3 separate regions of the Mus musculus genome follow, and regions 2 and 3 are each linked to region 1. Evidence: chromatin contacts called from public Hi-C and Micro-C data. All regions are on one chromosome and are shown on one strand. Each heading gives the region's core, a stretch centred on a gene start, on an enhancer-like site or on the middle of the called end of the contact. The rest is flanking DNA. Distances are from core to core; before and after follow the strand shown.

What was found. A called contact is a pair of places that touch in the nucleus more often than the background predicts.
Region 2: a contact with region 1 is called in a Micro-C map of granulosa cells, with 3 times the contacts expected there. The contact joins the promoter of Pdgfd here to the enhancer-like site in region 1. A contact is called at or near these places in 4 of 484 Hi-C or Micro-C datasets (adipose-derived mesenchymal stem cells, cumulus cells, embryonic fibroblasts and 1 more) and 1 of 9 other capture datasets (adipose tissue).
Region 3: a contact with region 1 is called in a Hi-C map of cumulus cells, with 2.7 times the contacts expected there. The contact joins two enhancer-like sites. A contact is called at or near these places in 4 of 484 Hi-C or Micro-C datasets (adipose-derived mesenchymal stem cells, cumulus cells, embryonic fibroblasts and 1 more).

What each region holds. Positions count from the first base shown.
Region 1 is chr9:6,341,263-6,345,833 of GRCm38.p6, forward strand. All of the region lies in intron 5 of Pdgfd (platelet-derived growth factor, D polypeptide), which reads left to right. Among named protein-coding and RNA genes, the nearest start is that of Ddi1, 77 kb to the left of the region's middle. Within about 2 kb of position 1,834, at least 11 of the 459 cell types and tissues checked have an H3K27ac peak or open chromatin away from gene starts, as enhancers often do. A contact at or near this core is called in granulosa cells, where this site is marked.
Region 2 is chr9:6,166,400-6,170,970 of GRCm38.p6, forward strand. It overlaps Pdgfd (platelet-derived growth factor, D polypeptide), which reads left to right and starts at 2,087. Exons shown (of 7, transcript NM_027924.3): 1 at 2,087-2,519. The coding sequence starts at 2,396.
Region 3 is chr9:6,184,836-6,189,406 of GRCm38.p6, forward strand. The region is part of intron 1 of Pdgfd (platelet-derived growth factor, D polypeptide); the gene reads left to right. Among named protein-coding and RNA genes, the nearest start is that of Pdgfd, 19 kb to the left of the region's middle. Within about 2 kb of position 2,161, at least 1 of the 459 cell types and tissues checked has an H3K27ac peak or open chromatin away from gene starts, as enhancers often do.

The DNA of each region.
Region 1 (4,571 bases), core at 584-3,083:
AGTGGTTATGCCTGGGCCTTGTCAATGCTGGGCAAACACTCTTCCTTTTGAGGCAGGACGTCATGGAATTCCCCTGGGTAGCCTTATTGTCACTTCATAGGCCAGGAAAGCAATGACATTACAGTCCTACTGTCTCAGCACCTCTGAACCTGGCATATAGGACTGTGCAATCAGTCTCAGTAATTTTCTAGCAGCTTTTCTTCTGGTTTTCACAGGGATCAGAAAGTAGTATTTTTCATGGTTTTAAGGAGGACAAGTCTAGAAAATCAGAATATGCATAGAGAAAACATATAGTAAAATGTAACAAAGAAACATCTGAAACAAAAACTCACACAGTAATCAGTCAGAACCTCTTATAAGCATCACCTGTCAATAAAAATGCCAATGGTCAATTACCGGAGGCAGGAAATAGGAGGTGGGACATTGGCAGGAAGAGAGAGAATTCTGGGAAATAGTGACAGAATAAAATGGAGATTTGCCTGGGACCTGGGGTGATGATGGTGGGGCAGCAGGACAAAATAAACCAGCAGATAACTGATCTCAAGGTACAATAAAGAGAGATACTGGGAGAGAGTCCATAGAAATGCTGGGGTGAGATTATGAGGAAGACTCAAAAGAAAAAATGGGCCAGTACTGAAGGAGAGGTAACTAACCATGTAAAAGAAATAGAATACTTCAAATGGGTTAAATAAGTTATGAGTTAGCTAGAGAATGAGCCAGTGCTTATGATCTACACATCTATTAATGAATAATTAGTCTCACAGTTTTTATTCCAGGATCAGGGAATTTGTTTTTGTTTTATAAGAACACACCCTGGTGTGTGTGTGTGTATGTATGTGTGTGTATGTGTGTGTGTGTGTATTCTGTTTATGTTTATGTTTATGTCTATGTGTGAGATTACAGTCTCTGTAGCCCATGCCAGACTAACACTTACAATCTTCTCAGCCCCTTCAGTTTTGGGATCACAGTTGTGAGCCACAGTTTGTTCCACTTGGAACAAAAACAGTTTATACTGAGAAATCCAATGTTATTATTTACTTCTGCTTTCTCTGGTGGGAGGGAGAGTAGATGAAACTGAGCTGTTCTTGTCCACAAAAGAGCTTGAAATGAGTGAGAGGAGATTTGGGACAGATAACTATGTCTATAGTTCCATAGAGACAGCCTATTCTCCACCTCCCAGGTAGATAAGCTCAAACTCTGGCTGTACTGCTTGTGGACAGTAGAGAATATAAGTTAGTAGACGTAACTTTCGGTTTCTCAGGAGTAATATAACAGGGGTGGCATGTAGAATTGAAATCTGTAGGCAACTACAGCTCCAAAAACCCAAATTGTAATCAATAATATCAATCTTGTACTTTGGTTACAGATACACAAAAGTTAAAGAAAAAAAAATCTTCTCTAATTCAAGTTTCATTTACTTTTTCTAGTAGCTATGAGTAAAGTAAAATAAGGGAAATTATATGGATGTTCTTGCTAGCAGCTGCCAAATGTCACTGAGGTCAATGCATGACCACTGTGGCTTAAGTAAAACTAAACTATGATTCACTTAAATGAAAAACCTATGAACTTAGGTGCAGTGTGTATTTCTTTAGGCTCATAAAATAAAATGAGACATTTCTACATTAAGAAGTAATCAGCCCTAGGTTATGCTAAACTGGACGCTAAGTAAGAGGAGATTTGTGGAGATTAACAACAAAAATGAGACCTAGCTCCTTGTTTCTTGAAGGACAACTTGTTTATTTTTTTTCAGAATGACACACGTTGTCATAGTAACACCCAACACACAGTGGCAAAGAAGAAAGCCTGTTCCCAGTGTAAGTGCTGTGATGAAATTTTAAAATCAGGGCTGTGGTTATGTGATCACAGCTCAGTGGTAAGCACATTTGCCTCAACTCTGCATGGACATGGGTTCAATCTCTAGCAACACACACACACACACACACACACACGCACACGCACACGCACACGCGCGCGCGCATGGGGGGAGAAATGGAGAGAGGGAGGATTGAGAAGGTATAAAATATAGGCAAATGTGTTGGTATATTCCAAATTAAAAGTTATGAATTATTAATAAAGTATGTTCCTCTCCAAAGAATTTCCAAGCCTTGGCAACATGTACTAAGATTGGCTTGTATTGCTCCCTGTCAGAATTTTAAGATTAAGTGAAGCACAGTCATCTATTGGATGGAACACAGGGCCCCCAATGGAGGAGCCTGAGAAAGTACCCAAGGAGCTGAAGGGGTCTGCAACCCTATAGGTGGAACAACAATATGAACTAACCAGTACCTCCAGAGCTTGTTTCTCTAGCTGCACGTGTAGCAGAAGATGGCCTAGTCGGTCATCATTGGGAAGAGAGCCCCCTTGGTCTTGCAAACTTTATATGCCCCAGTACAGGGAATGCCAGGGCCAAGAAGTGGGAGTGGGTGGGTAAGGGAGCAGAGTGGGGTGGGAGCAAGGGTATAGGGGACTTTCGGGATAGCATTTGAAATGTAAATGAAGAAAATATCTAATAAAAATTTAAAAAAATTAAGTGAAGCAGTTGTCTTGGTATTCAGTTATGAAAAGCAATACAATGTAAAGTATATGACTTCCACAGACCCTAGACAGTTAGCTGTTGTAACTCTGGGATCATTCCTAACCAGTGTCGGAGGAGCTAATATCAATTCTGTTCATTTTACTTATGATATTTTGCTCTAATACCTAAAACTTTTCATTCTAATTTGTATACTAATGTAAGTGATAAGTACAAGAAACTGGAGAATGTATATAGTAAATAAGTAATATCAAGAAGTTTCCAAAGGTACTGAGGTAGTAAATATTTGAAAATCCAAGTGCTTACAGCTTTCTTTAGATGCTTATTTAATCCCTGGGTGAAAGTATTTTTATAAAGCCCTTGACCAGTAAGCACTGGTCAGGTAGGCCGGAGAAGATAGGTGCTGAAATCCTTTCTAAAAGTTAGACACTCAGAAGCATTGCAAACACCATTGCCACAGTAGACCTCTTTTCTAACAAGTCACTAAAACATGATCATCTTCATTCTTTTTCTTGAACCATAGTAAACACCAGATTAAAAATTTCAGTGTTAAAAGTGTTTACCCTCAATTTTAGCAGTAGTGAGTTAATCTGCTCTAAACTCCCCGGCAGGCAAGAGTGCCTCCCCTACACCCACCCAAATGTTTTGGATTCCTGAAAGAAAAACACAGACATGCAGCCTTATTTTCAATATGAATGTTCCATTTCTGCTACTCCAGACCCAATCAGGGGAGAAGCCACTGGGATCCCTCTATCCTGATTCTTACATGTTGTATGCTTTCTCCCCTGCATCTCTCAGGCTGGATCTTTCTGTTCCCCTGTCATAGAGATTCTAATCCTCCTCCTCCTGCTTCTCTTGCCTGGGAAATCTGCAGGCCCCGCCTCTGTCTCTCTGCCCAGTCATTAGCCTCCTGCACCTTTACTTCACAAATCAAAGCCAACTGGGGATGGGGACCCTTAGCATTGTACAGGTGCACATACCCGTTCCTGTGTAATTTAAGCAGCCAAATTAACACAAATAGCATTAGAACCAACCCACAACATTCAATTCCAAAACAGAGAAAAAGAAAGAATGCTCTGGATTGAAAATAAAAGGACTTTGGAGCCCAGCAAACCTGGCCTACAATTTAGACTCAAATCCTAAAACAGTAGCTTTAGAGAAAATATACCTTTGGAGGAACTGCACGTTTTGTAAAATGACTATGCTCTTTTCTACACTTTGCAAAACCATGTACAGATGAGGCAGTCACAGGAAATCCAGCACCTGGTCATGGTCCACAAATGGCACTTGGTGTTTATTTTAATTGCTTGAAGATCTTGGCGTAGAGCCAATTTTTCTCTGAGCTCCATTCTCTTCCCTGTAAGACTCTGAGATCATGCAGTATCGGGAAAGCCTCATGGAGTCTGCAAACATGCCATGTATTTACTGCACTCTCTGAAATTATACATAAAAATTGCCAAGTACCAAACTTATTAGGGTACTGCCTACCCATGATCTTTCTAGAACTGTTTCGATCACTGAGTATTTCCTCCCTCAAAGTTTATTTCTTTCTTAACCTCTCAGACATAGAAAGAATCTTTTGCTCTCTGGCCCACCAAGATTTAAGAGACATGTTTCTGTATAAGAGCATATATGGTTTCAGAAATTGCCACTGTGGGAAATCCCGACTCATTGGGTGACTTTACTTGAAAGAACAACATAGGTCACATAAATCAAACTGAACACACCTGGACATCATCCCTCTGATGTCACCTTCTCTCCTCAGCTTCTACTGACAGTAGCTGATTCTATATTCAAGCTGACCTCATTTGTCTGCAACATTAATGTGGGTCAGAACTACTGACAGCTGAGATTTGGACCTTGACCTCAAGCACTCTAAATTCATTCAAGATAAATAAATAAATGCATGGCATGAAAGTATCATTATCCCCATTATTTGCAGAAAGAGAAACAAATTCAAAAAGTTTCACTGACGTTGTCTAAGTAGACAGGCATGTCATGAACCTGGCTTTGCTGGTTAGAAAGCTATGGGGGAATC
Region 2 (4,571 bases), core at 837-3,336, 170 kb before region 1:
TATAGTGAGATGTGGGGGGTGGGGGTGCCTCAGCGGACCCATGCTGAGGCATCCCTTCTCCCTGAGAGTCCAGCCACACAATGATATAGCATGGAATAGAGGTTATTTAGGGCATGAGGAGGAGAGTTAAGAGGGTAACAGAGGCAGAGAAAGGCATAAAGAAAGAGAGAGCAGAGAAATAGAGGCCGGCCATAACCAGGATGAGAGGTGGGGAAGGGAATGGGGCAAGAGGCAAGAGAGAGAAGCGGGAGTAAGAGAACAAAAGAGGCAAGAGAGCCAGGAGGGGGCAAGCAGCCTCTTTCAGAGTGGGCCAGGCCTACCTGGCTGTTGCCAGGTAACTGTGGAGAGGAGCAGGCACTCCTTCCCCTACATCTCACCTCACTCCCATAGAACATATTCTTATATTTCTTTACTTTTTTGTGATCACAACAGGGACTGCAAAGCTGTGCTTATTTTTAAGTTTGTGTGGTGGCTATATGTGTGAAGCCCAAAAGCTAACACTGAATTTCTCTATTGTTTGTTTTGAGCCGGTATCTCTGGCTGAATCATGAGCTTTCCCTTTACACAAGTTGAAATCCGGGGATCTACCTGTTTGCGTTACACAGCACTGGAGCTTCAAATGCATACCACAGTGTGCACAAGTGTGACACAAGTGTGATGTGTGTCTTCAGGTACTTCGCTGACTGTACCATCGCCTGTGAGCCTACTTTCTATGTTGCTTCTCTGTGTCTTTCTCCAGGGCAGATTATATACTTAAACAGTATAAACAGATTTTTTTTTCTTCAAGGGGATTCAAATTTTTCAATTGTCGGTCACATCAATAGCATGTACTTTCTTATGCATCAGCCCATAAAACAGTGATATCCATAAAGCAAGAACGTCTTACATGAACTTGATCGAGAACTAAGAGGGCACTACATTCCATTTTACTCACTCAGAAATAGTGCTGAAATGAAGTTACCCACATGTATATCCTCTTCAGTGCTGGGTGGTAGAGTAACTTGTAAAGTCTGTATTGTCATAACCCCCTCCCTTCTCAGCCACTTCTAATGAATGAATATCATGTATGTCCTATTCTCTAGACTTTCAGGCCTTAAAGATGTTGGGACTTTTGTATCACAAACGTCACTGATGAACAGCTGAGGAAATATGTATGCTTGATTGAGATTCATCTACCAAAAAAAAATCATAGAACAAAATTAGTTCATCTAATTCTTGCCACAGTCACACAAATCATTTCTATTTGTGTTTTGTACCAAAAGACACTGCATTTCTGGGGTCCAGTGCTTTCTTGCTTTCTTTCCTCCCACTGTTTTTTTTTTTTTTTTTTTTTTTTTTTAACCTATGGCCAAATATCCCTCCTTCATTTCTTCTATAGTATTAACATATTTAAAATCTAGAAAACATACAATATTCACAGGATTTTGCTTTGTTTTTTGTTAAACAGGGTCTTCACGTAGCCCAGGCTGGCCTGAAATGGAGTTCACTATACTGCTTAGGTTGGCCTTGAACGCTGACCCACCTGCCTTCACCTCCAAACACCAAGATTACTGGCATTCACCACTCCATCTAATTTATTTATGTGTGTGTTCATTTTCTGTTGTTGTTTGAGACAAAGTCTCTCCTTGTAGCCCTCTTCTGCCTTTGCCTCAAGGTGTTCAAACAGTCCCTGCTTCTCTTCCTGAATTGGTAACTGAGCCTCAAGGCAAACTCAGCATGGGCTTCTTTGTGATTGCATTTCCTGTGGAAGGTGGAGTGAAGCCTTGCTCAGTTGATTTGAGTTCTAGTATAATAGTCCTAGCAGATTCCAGTAACCAAGGCCAGCACTTAGTGGGCTGTCAGAGGATTTGACCACTCACCTCTAGATAAGTTCTATCCTCCTTTCACTCCTCCTGACCACTTTGTGCCCTACTCCTGGCCAGTTTCTATAAAACCCTGGGAGACGGGAAGGGTCTGGACCACCTTCAAACTCATGCTCAGTGACAGAGCTATTTTGGCTGGGACTGTGAGCCAGGACTCCAGGATCCCTGTTCCCAGCCGCACTGCCCAACAACTACACAGCCTCCCTTCCGCAGAAGAGCCAGACGCTGTGACGCCGGCTCCCTGCAGCCTGTGCTGCAGCCGCTGTCCACCGGAGGGGGGCGAATCCACGTCAACCTGTTGTTTGCCCAGCTCCTATTGATCAAGTCAGAGCTACAAGGAAATGCGGCACACACACGCGCTTGGAAAGTTTAGCTTACAGGAAGTTTTGGGAGAGCAGCGCCAGTAACTGGGCGGCCGGGACAACACAGGCGGTGAAGGCGAGGGACTGTGCAGTAGAAATCCGCCGACTCAACCCTTTGGGCTTTATTTATTTACTTTTGGAGCAACGCGATCCCTAGGTCGCTGAGCCCAAATGCAACGGCTCGTTTTAGTCTCCATTCTCCTGTGCGCGAACTTTAGCTGCTATCCGGACACTTTTGCGACTCCGCAGAGAGCATCCATCAAAGCTTTGCGCAATGCCAACCTCAGGAGAGATGGTAAGCGATTCATTTGATTTGTGTTCAGCATTGAAAAGGTCACATTTGCTATTGTCAAGGTTCTTTGGGTCATTCACCAGACCCCACCTCCTCCGATTTTGAATTTTTCAAATGAACTCAGAAGGCATTCTCTGGAAAGGATTCTCCTGCCTGCTCCTCACCCTTCCCCACCCCCCCCACCCCCCGCTAAAATTGCCCCTCATTCTATAACTACTAGAGAGTGTTTTGAAGTGTCCTGGAGGCCACTGGGGGAAGTGCTGGAGTACACTGGGGGGTGGGGTCAAGTGGCTTTCTCCCTGCAACTTAGAATCATATCAGTAGGTGTGTGTCCTGGAGTAGTTGACACCAGGATGTGGGTGTCTCCTTCCAGGCTTTGAAAGCTGCAGGCTGTGCTCATCTTGGCATTGTGGTGGGCGGTGGAGTCCAATGGCCTTTACTGGATAATGTAATTCTTATTTATTTTTTTATTTTAGTTAGGGGAGTAGGGATGACACGTTTCAACACTGTGGTTATTTTTGCAGCAGACTGGCCATGTATAAATCATTTGTTTTCAAAAGAAGTCAGTGTTGTCCTTTATGTCCCTCAAGTGACTTTCCCTTGGAGTTCAACAAGGGTCAGGAACTAAGTGTGTGGGAGGCAGAGTTCCTGGAATGTTCTTGTAGCACAAGGTACCTGGCTTCTTTGGTTGGTTTCCTTTGTACGGAAGTTTTCCAAGCTCCTGAAATGGCTGTCCTAAGAAAGGTACTGAGTAAGCATGCTTGTTTTCCTGTCCTGTGCAAGATACATGGGAAAAATAGGTCCTAGAAACTCCTCATTGAGCTTTTCTCCTGGAACTTAGGCCCTCAGCTGTAGCCTGTGGTCCTAGCAAGGTACAGTCCTTGTGTTGGGTACCTGTAATATCCCAAGACATTTTTGGCTTTTGTTATCCTACATGAAGCTCATTCTCTTACTTGGTTAAAGTACCCAGAGCCTCCACTTGCTTCCATATCACTCCACTTGCTCCTCCCATCAAGGAAATCATTGAGTTGTTCTTAGTGGCTTGATTGAACTAGAAACATTTAACCATCTTGGTAACATGATAGTAGCCACCTTAGTCACTAATCAGTGTCTTTCTTGAATATGTTCTAAATTCAGACTTCCTTAAAAGGCTCTTGGAAATTGCTTTCTGATGACAGGTAGAATGTAGAACAAAGTGCAGTGTCTCCAAGTTATCCAAAGTGTTGAGGTGTGTGGCCTATGAACTCAAATCCCTACTGGATAGCAGTGTTTTTGTAAAATATTGTGATGGTATGTTTTGGGTGACCCCCCTCCCAATTAAAGTACAGAGATTTTGCTCTCAATTTTAAAGGCTAAACAAGGTTGAGTGTCAGTGTACAGTGCACATTTGCAGTTGGTTTTCCTGGATATTGTCTTCAGTATGTTGGGAACAAAATTTAAAAAAAGGGTGGGGAGCACTGGGGTCCTGGGGAAGAACGGAAGGAAAAAGATGCCCACACCCCGCCAGAGTTTCCCTATTCTCTGGTCAGTCAGGCATGGGAGGGCTGCTATCTACCCTATCCACTCATCCCTGGGTGGGCATTCCTCTATCCCACTCTTCAGGGGGTGGCCAAGGGGCAGCCCTGCCTGCCCCCCCGCCCCCCCCTGTAGCAACTTTGCTAAAGACACCAGGGTTTTGGGAGAGAGGGAAGAGGGAAGAAGTTCCCAACACTGACCAGAGTGTGCAGCAGAACTTGAAGGAGCAGAACGGAGACTCTATGGTTTTAGAGCTTTATTATAGAAATGCTGGGGAAAGAGAGAAGGTAGAAAGGAGAGAGAGAGAGAGAGAGAGAGAGAGAGAGAGAGAGAGAGAGAGAGAGAGAGAGAGAGAGAGAGAGAGGACTAGAGAGAAGAAGAGAGAACGTAAGAGAGGAGAAGAAAGAAAAAGAGGAGAAAGAAGTGAGAAATGAGAGAGGTGAGAGGAAAAAGGAATAAGAGACTGAGGTGTGGGCTGAGCACCCCTTTTTATGGTCTTCACTGTTGCTAGGTAACTGGGGAGGAGTTTAGCCTGAAGCT
Region 3 (4,571 bases), core at 911-3,410, 160 kb before region 1:
GTGCCCTGTGCATGGTCTTATGTAATCCAGTATTGCTTAATTGCTTGTTGTCATTGTTGATTATTTGTTTTAAGATACTTTTAGGATTCTGTTTCATTTGTCAAACACTGACTGCTGCTGTTCTATCCTAGTACTTAGTTTAGATAAAGTGTATTAGAGTTATTTTAACACATAGTTTAAAGGTGAAAGGCAGATTTTCTACACTTTAGTAAGGGTACAGTTTCTCTGATATTACATACACTGATTAAAGTTTTGACTGAAAAGTAACTTTTAATTTGACTTTTAAGACTATAGTTATGGTTTTCTGTGTGTTCAGATCTTAGAACAAATATTTCAATACCATAAAAACCAGTATGTATACTCAATTACCAACTTGTAAGAATCAACTTTTTGAAACATTATGATAATTTAACTCCTGGATGGCAGTAGACAAAGATGGATTAATATGCCTTATTTTATTTGTTGGTTGGTTGGTTTGTTTTTGTCTTCTTCTTTTGGTTGGGAATGTAAATTAATGTAAGACACTCATATTTTCTAAATTTAGTTCTTAAAAACCAACAAGAGAAATGGGAACATGTCACTTATATGAAACTATTCTATTCTGTATGCTATTGATAAATTTGAGGTCTGATACAAAACATGTTGAAATAATTTAGATAAATGTTTAACTACTTTTATTTTTAACCTATTTCATGTGTTAAGTCTCTTTAAATATGCAGTATGTCTGTGTAAAGGTCATGAAGATCCAGTTTAGGAACTTTGAGGACTTGGAGATTTTTATTTATTTATTTTTTTACAAGAGTAAATGCTTTTGAGCAGCTATTGGTTGGCAAATCTTTGGACACAGAGCTAATGAGTTAGCCACCTTCCTTTCCTTGGCAAGTCATTGAAAAGGAATCTTCAGGGGAGAAAAGCATTATCATGATTTGAGAAGTGAAAAATTACCCTCATGGAATGGCACAGCTGCTGAGATCCAATGTGCATATATAGACAGACTGTGTGAACATAAATGTTGTCTGTAGTCCTCCTCCATGATGTGGTGACCAGAGATCAGTCCCAGTATGTGACAGCCATGTAATTGTTGGGCATAAAGTTCCTGTGCATTCATATACCCTTAAAATAATGTTTGAGGTCATTTGAAAATCTGCTCATATTTTAAAATATTTTAGAGCAAATTAGAAAACAATATATTAAGTAGCAGGCTATATATGACCCAAGCAATCAATACCCTAATGCTATAATTAATAAATGTTACCCCATATGGCAAGGTTTATAGATGAGATTACTTTAAACATTTTGCCCTGAGTGAAGTGTCCTGTGTTATTTTGAGGAATTCCTAATAAGTAGAATCCCAGTACCCTTACAGAATAGGGACAGATGGACATTGGCTCATTAAAGAACATAGTATAATGATGTGAATTATATATGTGTGGGTCACACTCACATACAAATTCAAACATATAAAATAATGACTGCATTAAGTGATAGAAACAAGGAAGAAATAGATCTAGAAGACATATTTGTACATGTTAAGACTAATGGCATCTGGCAAGATCTCTCAGTGGATAGAAAGGTTGCCTGCTAGCAAACTCATATCTGAGTTCAGTTCCTAGTGTCCACACCGTGAAAGTAGAGAAATGACTCCTCTAACCCCCATACGCATTCTGTTGATCAAGTATACATACACACTCAGATGTACATACATATACACACATGCACATGAACATGTACATTCACATGTACATATACATACATCAAATAAAGTTTACAATGTAATATGGAGAATTAATGTTTGGAGAAGAATGTTAAGCATTCCAGTTGGGTTTTGGAATTCAGAGCTCTTAGCTGACATTGAATCCAACCCTTGCCGCTCTGAATCATTTTTATCAAAAAAAAAAAAATACAAAAACAAAAAAAGAAAGAAAGACACTGTGAACAAACTTGTTAGCCACCTAAGTAAAGAAAGGTAGTGATTCATTTTAAAAATATTTATATAATCCAATATGTATGCAAACTTGATTTTGGTGTGAAGTAAATATTGTTTTAATTATTGGGTTTCTTTTAGAATGATTTTAGTGATGGTTAGTCTTCCAAGTGTGCTGTGAGGTTTATATTTTAAGCAACTTCAGATTAGTCACACATTGAACATCGACTGCTATCAGTGCTGGGTCATTACCAAGGTCAGTGAAACTCCTGAGGTCATTTGTTTAAATAAGCTAGCCTTGCTTTATTTCCTGACATATAAACAAAATATGGAGTCGTGAGTCTTCTTGTGATTTGCTGTATTGAAAACGCCTAAAGAGAGTTACAATCTCGTGGGAAGGAATCTAAGTGCACCATTGAATAAACATAAAGTAGTAAACATGAATTCAGCAAGAATATGTTTCCTATGGACTTTGTTTTGTATTAGTAAGTCAACAATTATCTTTAAAAATAATAACTTATCATCTTCTGATAGAACTACATTTCCCAGATTATGTCATGTCCCATGACATGGTTAAAATATTTGGGATGTTTTCTTATGAAATCAGCAACTACACTTACTTTCAACAGTGCTAGCTTTCATTTTCATCGCCAACTGAACTTGAGGTAGGCAACGATAATGTTGCCTCTTTTTATTTCACTATTTTTAATAATTACTCTTTTGTGTTAAACAGTAAAAGATCTATGAAAAAGAGAATCCTGTTGTCTGTTTGAGCGACTTAACCATTATAGATTTGACAGAGATTTTTATGCAGCAGTCCATATCTCCTAAGATTTAGAGGCTCTGGGCAGCATGCATCTATAGGTGGTCATTTTTTTTTTAGAAAAAAAGAAAGAGAAGGAGGAGAAGGAGGATGAAAAAAAAAGAATAATACTTTTATTTTAGTTTTTAAAAAATAATGTTAAGACTTTAAAGTATTTAAATCCCTGCTTACTATATGATGCCAAATTTAAAAGCAATTAGTAAAAATCACTACAGAAATATAACTCATATATCTTTTACTAAGTAATAGACATATCCCAAGCTTTTGGCTATATTTATGTTGGCATTGTCTTTAATGTAATTATAACTCAAGTTTGTACAAACTACAACAGTCTATTATGTTGAATTCCCTTTAATGATTTCTAGTGTCTTATTTTCCTTAACTGACTTTTCCTGTATCCCTTGGAGTTCTTTTTCTAAGAGAAGGTCATATATGATGATTTCCTAGGAAACTTGTGGGGTACATTTTTCTATTTGTCGAGAATTCAAGCAAATTGCCCAGTGTGAAGCCTCGTTGCCTAAAGGACTGCAGCACAGAATTGCCAGGTTAAGCAAGAAATGCCCTCAGGAGCTCTCAACAGCCTGATGTGTGTCAGGACACAGCAGGGTTCTTGTGTTGTTGAAAGCATTCTATTCCAAAGGCACTTTTCATTTTTCAACGGAGAAGTGAGTTTAAAAGCAGCCAGATTTAAAACATGCCTTGGTATGAAGTGTGTAGTATTCTCATGTATTTTTACCTGAAATCTTTTCCTTAATTCATGCTCTGCCTTCCATCAAGAGCATAAACTCCATAGTGTTGAGGACTCCCTGGCTTTGGTTTCCTGGCTTTTAGAGCAGTGTGTGGGCTAAAGGAGGTATTCAATGAACATTTGCTGATCGATTGAGTGAACAGCAGCAGAGTACAATCCTCGTGAACCTCAAATCATCACAAAAGGGAGAGGAATGTGGTTTAAAGAGACAGACTCATGTTGATACTAATAAGTCTTAAACTTCAGGTCCCTTGATTGGCCCCATATAAGGCCCTAAAATTTAATTATATAGTCCCAATTTGGTGTTCCTTTTCCTACAGAGGCATCTTCATTGCGTAAATCTCACATTCCACAAAATCTACACCATTCCTTCGTCTAGAGTTAATGTTTTCATCTTGTCAGTCCAGGTTTGGCTTGAAGTATTGTGGAAACAACATAAAATATGCTTTAACACATGAGCAGCAACACACCAGGGGCTTTATTTTCCTAAAATTGAGATTAACTAAATTAGGGTGGAACCTGAATCAATATCAGTAACTAATCCCCTCAACCATTGCCAGACTCTTCTGTTCCTTCACCGGTGCACACATCAGTACTCACAAAGACATGTTGCCTTTGTATCCACATGTATGTGCACACCTGTAGAAGTTAATTAAATATTCTGTGATGCAGCAGCATATGAAGGTAATGGGGTTTTGTCTCTTTAAATATTTAATAAATGGTGTTTCTCTGAACCTGAGTGATACATCACTTAGGTAATCGTTACTAAGTCAGTGTACCAGTCTCTTTAGGGTGCCACAACAAAACCTTATGGACGTAGCTGCTTCAGCAGCACCCATCCATTCCCACAAGGCTGCCAAAGTCAAGGTCAAAGAGCAGTCCAATCTGGATTTCTGGTCAGGCAGCCTTTCTGGCTAGCACTGGGTCACCTGCTTGCTGTGCCTGTCACATGACTTTTCCTTTTTACTCCTGTAGAGAGAGGGGGCTTCTGAGGTCCTTTGTGTAAGGACACTAATCCTACTGTCCAGATGAGAGCTTTGCCCTTATCAGCACATCGAACTTTCATCACCTTTCCG